Linked DNA regions of Mus musculus: region 2 is linked to region 1. A link is a contact called in public HiCAR-type data. All regions are on one chromosome and are shown on one strand. The core of a region is the stretch at or near the end of the contact, and the rest is flanking DNA. Distances in the headings are between cores, read along the strand shown. Region 1 holds the start of Pcdh10 (protocadherin 10). Region 2 holds the start of Pabpc4l (poly(A) binding protein, cytoplasmic 4-like).

Region 1 (3,975 bases), core at 1,093-3,592:
AGTGTTACAGTGGATGCACTGATTATTTACAGGGAAATCTCAGGGAAATCTGGCCATCTCTTCACGTTCTCATCTCCACCTCGGCAAGCTCGCCGGCGTTCTGCAAACGCCCTAAGTCAGCTCGAACTTCAAGCTCCTTTCCGAGACACAAACCTCCGCCAGCACATCTGCACTGTCATTCCGCAGCGTGTCTCTCACACGAAAACATGCAGACACACAAGTGTTCCGTCCGTACAAATAAACACATTAAAGCATTACCATCGTGTTTGGATTTTTTTTTAAAGGCCCAGGGTTTCGGATGAGTCAGCTTGGGGTGCTAGAAAAATTGCATTTTAATGTTGTAGCTCTGAAGGGAGGGGGAGGGGCGGGAAGCACAGATGGCCACAGTGTATTAATATTCGGATACACTCTGAGCCCCTTTTCATTGATCCACAGGTCCTTTTTCTGCTCTGCCGCTTCATTCTCCGCCGCAGACGTGACGCTAAAATCATTTTAAACTGTAGCGGTTTGGTTTTGGCGGATGGTCAATTCAATGCAGCTGGAAAAGGCTTAGCCATGTTTGCTGGCTCCTTTTCCACCTACCCTCTTAAAGGTAGAACCCATCTCTCCGCAAGAGGCAAGTGGTAGGGGTAGGGGAACAGGCCGTTAAACACGGACTCTCCCGAGTGGTCCGAGCACGCCTCGCTGTCAATCACGCGTGGGGACGCGCACTCCTAATTTCTTTCCAGAAGGCACTGTAGCGTACCTTGCGGGCGGGGTGGGGGGTGGGAGGGGAGGGCAGTATAGGGGGAGGGGTGGTACCATTCCTTCCCTTCGGTTGCTGTAGCGTTACTCCTGGGTCATTCATTACCGGGAAGCCTCTAGGGAGTCATTCTAGTCTTTGGCTTAAACGGCTCCTCCGGAAAATAAACAACCTATTCCTTGCGGGCAGCACGTTGATAAGTATTAAAACGTATTCTTCGATATTTATCCTTGAAGGACAGGCATTCAGCGGGCTCTCCCAGCAGCGGAGAGTTCGTTCCCGCCGCCTTATAACTTCCCGGGAACTGGGCGTGTGGATACCCGTGGCTAGTCAGGCGCGCGGCTCAGAATCCCCGGACTGCTCCCCAGGGATTCGCACCGAACTCAGCTTGTGGCCAGCCAGCGAGGACGAGGGCCAGCACCAGGAATGTGCAAACGTGCCGGTGGATTCCCGCAGCGGTGCACACTCTATCCCCCGTGTGCGTGTGCACCGCCCCGCCCGCCCTCGCGGCCACCCCACGGTCATTCTCCAGAGAGCTGTCTTCGGGCTGGGCATGTACCTTCTTCCCACACCCCCTCTAGTTATGGAGGCAGGGATGGATCACCAAGGGTAAAAGAAAAATAAATAATTAAAACAGAAATCAGGCAAAAGAAGAAAAGAAAAGAAAAGCCCGCGCTCGCCACTGCTGCCTGGCGCGGGGCCAGGCGAGGCGCAGGGATATTGCTAGCGCCTCGCTGTGATGGGTGGTGCTGGATCCGGTGCCCTAGAGTGGGTTTAACGATGGCGGGCTCCCATGCATAAACTACAAAGAAGCCCCCAGTCCTTGACTGGGGTACTCACAGTTCGAAGCAATGTCCCCAAACGAGTTAATTTAGTAACCAAGCATTTTGTGGGTAGACATTAGATGGGTAGACGTTCAACCATCTGCCCGTCTATAGGAGCTGTCGCCCCAAGTCCCTTGGTCTGAATCCCTCCGCTTTAGGGGGAATTCACCTCCGCACTCCCTTTGCAGCCTGGTCTATCCTCCCCACACCTCCCCTTCTGACCCTCTAGCTTTGATTGACACATGCCATTTTATGCCGGCATTTAAATTGTCCGCGCGCATCTCTGCCAGAGTCCCTTGCTTTGGTAACCCCTACATGACTACCGGCCCCGGGGCAACTTTCCCCTCTTCTTGGTGATTTCTTTCCACGATCAGCAGGAGGGAAAACACCTTAAAGGAAAAAAAGAATGTTAGCGTCACTGGAAACCCCGCTCCTTGGAGAGGCTACCGCAGCTGTTGCTATTATGTTTTCGTATTTGCTGATGCAAACAGGGGAACCTCTCTTATTCCCTGCCCATTACCTGCGGCTGGGGACTGGGAACTTTCCGCGGCAGAGTCCCCTGCAAGCGCCTCGGGACCTGCGGGCTGTTCTTGCTCTCACACTCACACTCACTCCCGCAGCCAAAGCGAGCGTTCTGCCCCGCCCCTCCTGGCTGCCGCGTGACGTAACTACTTGACGGCCACTTTAGCCAACGAACAGTCGCTCGGTGGGTGGTGCTCCTCGGCGATTGGTTGGCAGAATGAGGGCGCTGCGCAAAAACAGAGAAGCGGAGCGCTCGGAGCTCAGAAACTGCCAGCCGAGATCACAAGCATTGGGGCTGAAGCAGGAGGCAGGATGGACTGAGAGGAGAAGAGGCAGGTTAGAGGGAGAGAGGCTTGCAAAGGAAACAGCAGAAAAGAAATAGCTGGTTGTGTTCACGCAAAGCCAGAGCCAGTGAAGTTGAGAATAGACACAAGACTATGAAAGCCAAGAGATGCAAAGAGAGACAGAGGGAAGAAAATGACAAGAGGAACGTCCATCCGGAGAAATGAAGAGAATGAAAGTTTTATGCTGCAGAACGGCTCCGTGTTTTTCCAGCAAAAATTTTTCTCGCTGTCTTTAACCCCGCTCGCGTTTGCCAGCCGTTGATATCAAGAGGCATGTTCAGTGGTGCCGGCAGCATCTCCTCTACCTTCTTTTCCTCTTCATCTTCCTCCTTCTCCTCTTCTTCCTCCTCCACATTCTCCTCCCATCAGCAGGAAGACAAACCTAGGACAGTCTTGAAATATCGAAATTTCCTCCTTGGGATTTGCCAGCGCCGCGTTGCGCCAACACTGTCGGAATAAAGGAGGCTGACTATTGTATGATCGTTATTTTATTAATTGGTCAGTGGGAAGATTACGGCTGAGCATAGGGGACATCTGTCACCCTTTCTGCGCTAAGATTGAAAAATGAGGCTCGATTTGGAGACGCTCTAAAATGAAGCAAAAGGAATCAAAATTTTAATACAGCCACAGGAGCCCCCCCCCCACGCAGCACACTTTTATTTATATTTTTTAGATTATTATTATTCTTTTTGTGGTGGTGGTTGGGGGGCGGTGATCGGGGTGGCTGGCTGGCTACAGGGGAGCTGCTTCCTTTTCCTTTTGGAAATGATTGTGCTGTTATTCTTTGCCTTGCTCTGGATGGTGGACGGAGTCTTTTCCCAGCTTCATTATACTGTGCAGGAAGAGCAGGAACATGGCACTTTCGTGGGGAATATCGCTGAAGACCTGGGCTTGGACATTACAAAACTTTCAGCTCGCAGGTTTCAGACGGTGGCCAACTCACGGACCCCTTACTTGGACCTCAATCTGGAGACCGGGGTTCTGTACGTAAACGAGAAGATAGATCGCGAGCAAATCTGTAAGCAGAGCCCCTCTTGTGTCCTGCACCTGGAGGTCTTTCTGGAGAACCCGCTGGAGCTGTTCCGAGTGGAGATCGAAGTGCTGGACATCAATGACAACCCTCCCTCCTTCCCAGAGCCCGACCTGACAGTGGAGATCTCAGAGAGCGCCACGCCAGGCACCCGCTTTCCCTTGGAGAGCGCCTTCGACCCAGACGTGGGGACCAACTCCTTGCGAGACTACGAGATAACCCCAAATAGCTACTTCTCGCTAGACGTACAGACCCAGGGAGATGGCAACCGATTCGCCGAACTGGTCCTGGAGAAGCCACTGGACCGAGAACAGCAAGCGGTGCACCGCTACGTGCTGACCGCGGTGGACGGGGGAGGAGGGGGAGGAGGAGGGGAAGGAGGGGGAGGCGGTGGGGGAGCCGGCCTGCCCCCCCAGCAGCAGCGTACTGGCACGGCCTTGCTCACCATCCGAGTGCTCGACTCCAACGACAATGTGCCCGCTTTTGACCAACCCGTCTACACAGTTTCCCTAC
Region 2 (3,719 bases), core at 273-2,772, 1.1 Mb after region 1:
GCCTACAAAAATCGTCTGCCCGTTTATGTCCTGTCCATTCATGTCTTCAACTGCGTTTTTCGCAGCCTCGTGGCTATCAAAACTCACAAATCCAAAGCCTTTGGACTTCCCAGTGGCATCTTTCATCACCTTAACACTCAAAGTTTGGCCATATTTGCTGAAAACTTCCCTGAGCTTCTCATCATCTACGTCATCTCCAAAGTTTTTGATATACACATTAGTGAACTCGGTTGGTTTGTCTCTGAGCTCAGCCTCCCGATCCTTACGGCTTTTGAATCTGGCCACGAACAAAGTGCTCTCCCTCAGCAGCTTGCCATTCATCTCCTCAATGGCCCTGTCTGCCGCTCTCCGGTCCTGGTAGTGCACGAAGCCATAGCCCTTGGAGCCTTCTCCATCAGTCATCACCTTGGAAGACATGATCGTTCCAAAAGGTGAGAAGTGTTCATACAAGGTTTTGTTATCAATGGATTTGTCCAGATTCTTGATAAACACATTCCCGACTCCCGATCTCCTCAGGCAAGCATCCCGTTGAGACCACATGAGACGAATGGATTTACCTTTGATCACGTCAAAGTTCATGGTGACTAAGGCCTTCTGGGCATCATTAACCTGGAGAAAATTGACATAGGCGTAGCCTAGTGAACGTTGGGAAATCAGGTCCCTGCAGATTCGGATGGACAACACCGGCCCCACTGTGCTGAACTTCCTGAAGAGCATGTCCTCCGTGACATCTTCGTGGAGGTCACCCACGTAGAGGGAAGCTGCACGGTACTTAGCTTCCAGACTCATCTTTTTCTTCTTGGCTTGTTTGGTTTATTTCCTTTTTTTGACCCCAACTCTACAAGCCTGCAGCTCTCAAGGCTGTAGCTTCCTGCAAGAGGGGAAGCGCAGTCAAAACTCAGGACCTGCACAGTGGCCTCCAAAGACCACTTAGAGGTCCAGCTACAGGGTCACTTGCACTTTCCAGGCAATACCTAGTCAAAAGAAAAAAAAAAAAAAAGCCAGAAACCCATGTCCTCTCCTGGTAGTTGGCAATCTGCCTTCACCTCTCAGCTTTCCTTCCCTTCCAACTCAGCAACAACTTACAAGTGGCTGGCCAGGACAGGCCCTTCATCTGCCTCCATCCCAGGCGCTGGTGGCTGGTTTCGGAGCACAAACAGGCCCAGACCCTGTGCTGTGTTCCTGTGTTCTGCTGGCTTAAACTTTCAGCCAAGCCTGGGGAGAGCAAGGCAGAGGGGGGCGTGCAACCCAGGCCCCCGTCTGTCCCGCGCAGGAAGCCCGACCCACGCCGCCCGCCCTGCGGCTGAGAGCCCGCCTGGGCCGCGTCCCTCACCCCCCACCCCCCACCCCGGTGGCCAGAGGCGCCCGGGACGATCCTGGCTGAAAACTGAAGCTCACCAGGTTATGGACTGCAGGCGGCAGGAACCCGGAGCTCGCTGGCTAGCACTGTTTGCTCTTTCACACTTTTTTGGGGGGGTACCATGCTCCTCCCCCGCCCCTCTGGCTCGCTCCCCAGCCTCTGCAGCTGGGCTCAGGGAAAGAGGCGGTGTCATGGGTGGAGAAAACGTCTGGGGGTGTGGCCGGGAAACCCACCACCAGACTGCTCCCCCCCGCGCGCGCGCACCCCCACACCCACACCCACCGGTCTGTTTTGTCCACGCCAGCCCTCCCAAGCAAAGATCGGGATCCTGGAAGTCCTGGAAACAACCTGTGATGGCCTTGACCAGGTCCGGACCGTATAGCTAGCCCAGCAACTTTCTGCAGAATCTGCATTCCCTCCTCCCAGGAAACTCGAGCCTCACTTGCTTTTCTTGCAAGTCAACTTTTAAAAGATTTTCCTTTTAAACGGCAGATTCAACCCTGAGTGAAGAAAACTTTTCCCGGCATCTCTTCCGGTAGTCTAGGTTTCTCTTTTTCACACAGTTGTACTGTCTCACGATCTCCTAGCTGATTACAAGAAACTACTTTCAAGAAACATATGCCACGTGTATTTTATTTTCAGAGATTTCTGGGAATGAGTGATTTACAGGGTGCCCACTATGTATTGAATACCTCACCCTGTGGAATAAATGAGGGTGTTACTGAAGCTGTATTGATAGTCGTGTTTAACTCAGTGTGCAGCAGATGTTAAATAAATTAATAGATTTAGAAATGTTGACAAAGTATCAAGAGTGTAATTGAATCCTTGTAATAGTGGCTCCAGTTCTTCTAACATTAAATAAAAAAGAAAGAAAGAAAGATTCCTAGAACATCTTACAATTCGAATCATGATGCCCTTAGAAAATCAAAATTATTTACTTGAGGAATTGAACTGGTCAGAGAACAAAAGCAAAAATAAATTTAATACATTGCGAAGTTTAATCAACATAGACATTGCCTAAAATCCTTAGTTAAAAGCAGATTTTGGTCCAATAGCTGAGATGGATGGGAGATTCAACAGTTCTAACTAATGAGACACAGGCAGTCTGTATACTCTGATTTACATGTGGGATAGAAGGATTTTGCATCTAATGACTCCAGAACTAATGCGGTGTTTTCTAATGTAACCAGAAAAATAATATGTATTTCTCCTAGGGAAGAAAATGACATTGTCTGAAAAGCCACTGTCAATGTACATTAAAAAGTACTCCAATTTTCACTATAAAATAGAAATTTATGTTAGCCTACTTAAAACTAACTATGCAGGAGGCTAGAATATCTCATCCAATATGTGACAGACTGTTGAAGAAGAATTATAAATAAACAATATTATGAAACTGTCTATTTTCTAATGATTTATCTAAAAGGAGATATAAATTTTCTACAGAAAATGCCCCTGGTCTCTTGTCTAAGATGGAACCCAAAGTCAACCACTGAAAACAATTTGAGAGCCTTAGGAGGCTGGACACAGTACCCAGGGCATCCCAGTGATTACGGAGCCAGTTTGCCTAGTTTTGTTTGTTTGTTTGTTTGTTTTCATCTAGAGACTCAGATACCTTTTTGCACTTGCTTTCCCAGTTCTGTGAAAATGCTCTGTTCTAAATTGGAACTCAAAACCATTCCTGTGAAATCTACCCATTAGCTGTATCTTCCACTAGAAAATGCATCAGTAATAAGTGTGCATTTGTTTCTCCTGTAAATCTATTTCTTGTTAATGGGTTTGTTCCAACCAAAACTCCAGTGTTGGAAAAAGTTATTCCTATATAGTAATGGATTTATGATTGCTTACAAACAAAGCTTGTTTGACCATATTTGTCTTCAGATCATGAGTGATGTGTTGTTTCTTCTTAAAGAATTGTTCATAAAAACAGTTGATTGGGTTCTAAACCATAATTTTCAAGACACAGAGAACACAATAGCATATTAAATACTATTTGTGCAATATGCTATCATGAATTTTAACTGTGAGACAATGCCACTACAATCAATTAATGTAAGAACCCTTTCATTTTCTGTTTTTTTCTCTTTTTATTGGTTATTTCATTTATCTATATTCAAATGCTATCCCCCTTCCCACTTTCCCCTCCACAAACTCCCCTATCCTATCCCCCCTCTCCACTGATTCTATGAGAGTTCCCCACCCACCCATATTCTCCTGCCTCACCACCCTAGCGTTCCCCTACTCAGGGGCATCAAGCCTTCACAGGACCAAGGGCCTCTCCTCCCATTGATGCCAGACAAGGCTATTCTCTGCTACATATTGGACTGGAGACATGGGTCCCTCCATGTGTATTCCTTGG

What was found. HiCAR-type assays count read pairs that join an accessible place to other places.
Region 2: a HiCAR-type map of astrocytes shows a contact between it and region 1, with 6 times the contacts expected there. The contact joins the promoter of Pabpc4l here to the promoter of Pcdh10 in region 1. A contact is called at or near these places in 8 of 39 promoter capture datasets (cranial neural crest, embryonic stem cells, frontonasal cranial neural crest and 4 more), 6 of 484 Hi-C or Micro-C datasets (embryonic stem cells, myocytes, neural progenitor cells and 1 more), 4 of 115 datasets of contacts at active chromatin or transcription factors (astrocytes, craniofacial prominence, embryonic forebrain and 1 more) and 1 of 9 other capture datasets (embryonic stem cells).

Annotation. Positions count from the first base shown.
Region 1 is chr3:45,376,056-45,380,030 of GRCm38.p6, forward strand. Pcdh10 (protocadherin 10) reads left to right here and starts at 2,343. Exons shown (of 5, transcript NM_001098172.1): 1 at 2,343-3,975. The coding sequence starts at 3,198. 2610316D01Rik (RIKEN cDNA 2610316D01 gene) reads right to left here and starts at 2,205. Exons shown (of 9, transcript NR_045172.1): 1 at 2,087-2,205.
Region 2 is chr3:46,446,419-46,450,137 of GRCm38.p6, forward strand. Pabpc4l (poly(A) binding protein, cytoplasmic 4-like) reads right to left here and starts at 1,523. Exons shown (of 2, transcript NM_001101479.1): 1 at 1,399-1,523; 2 at 1-871. The coding sequence starts at 789.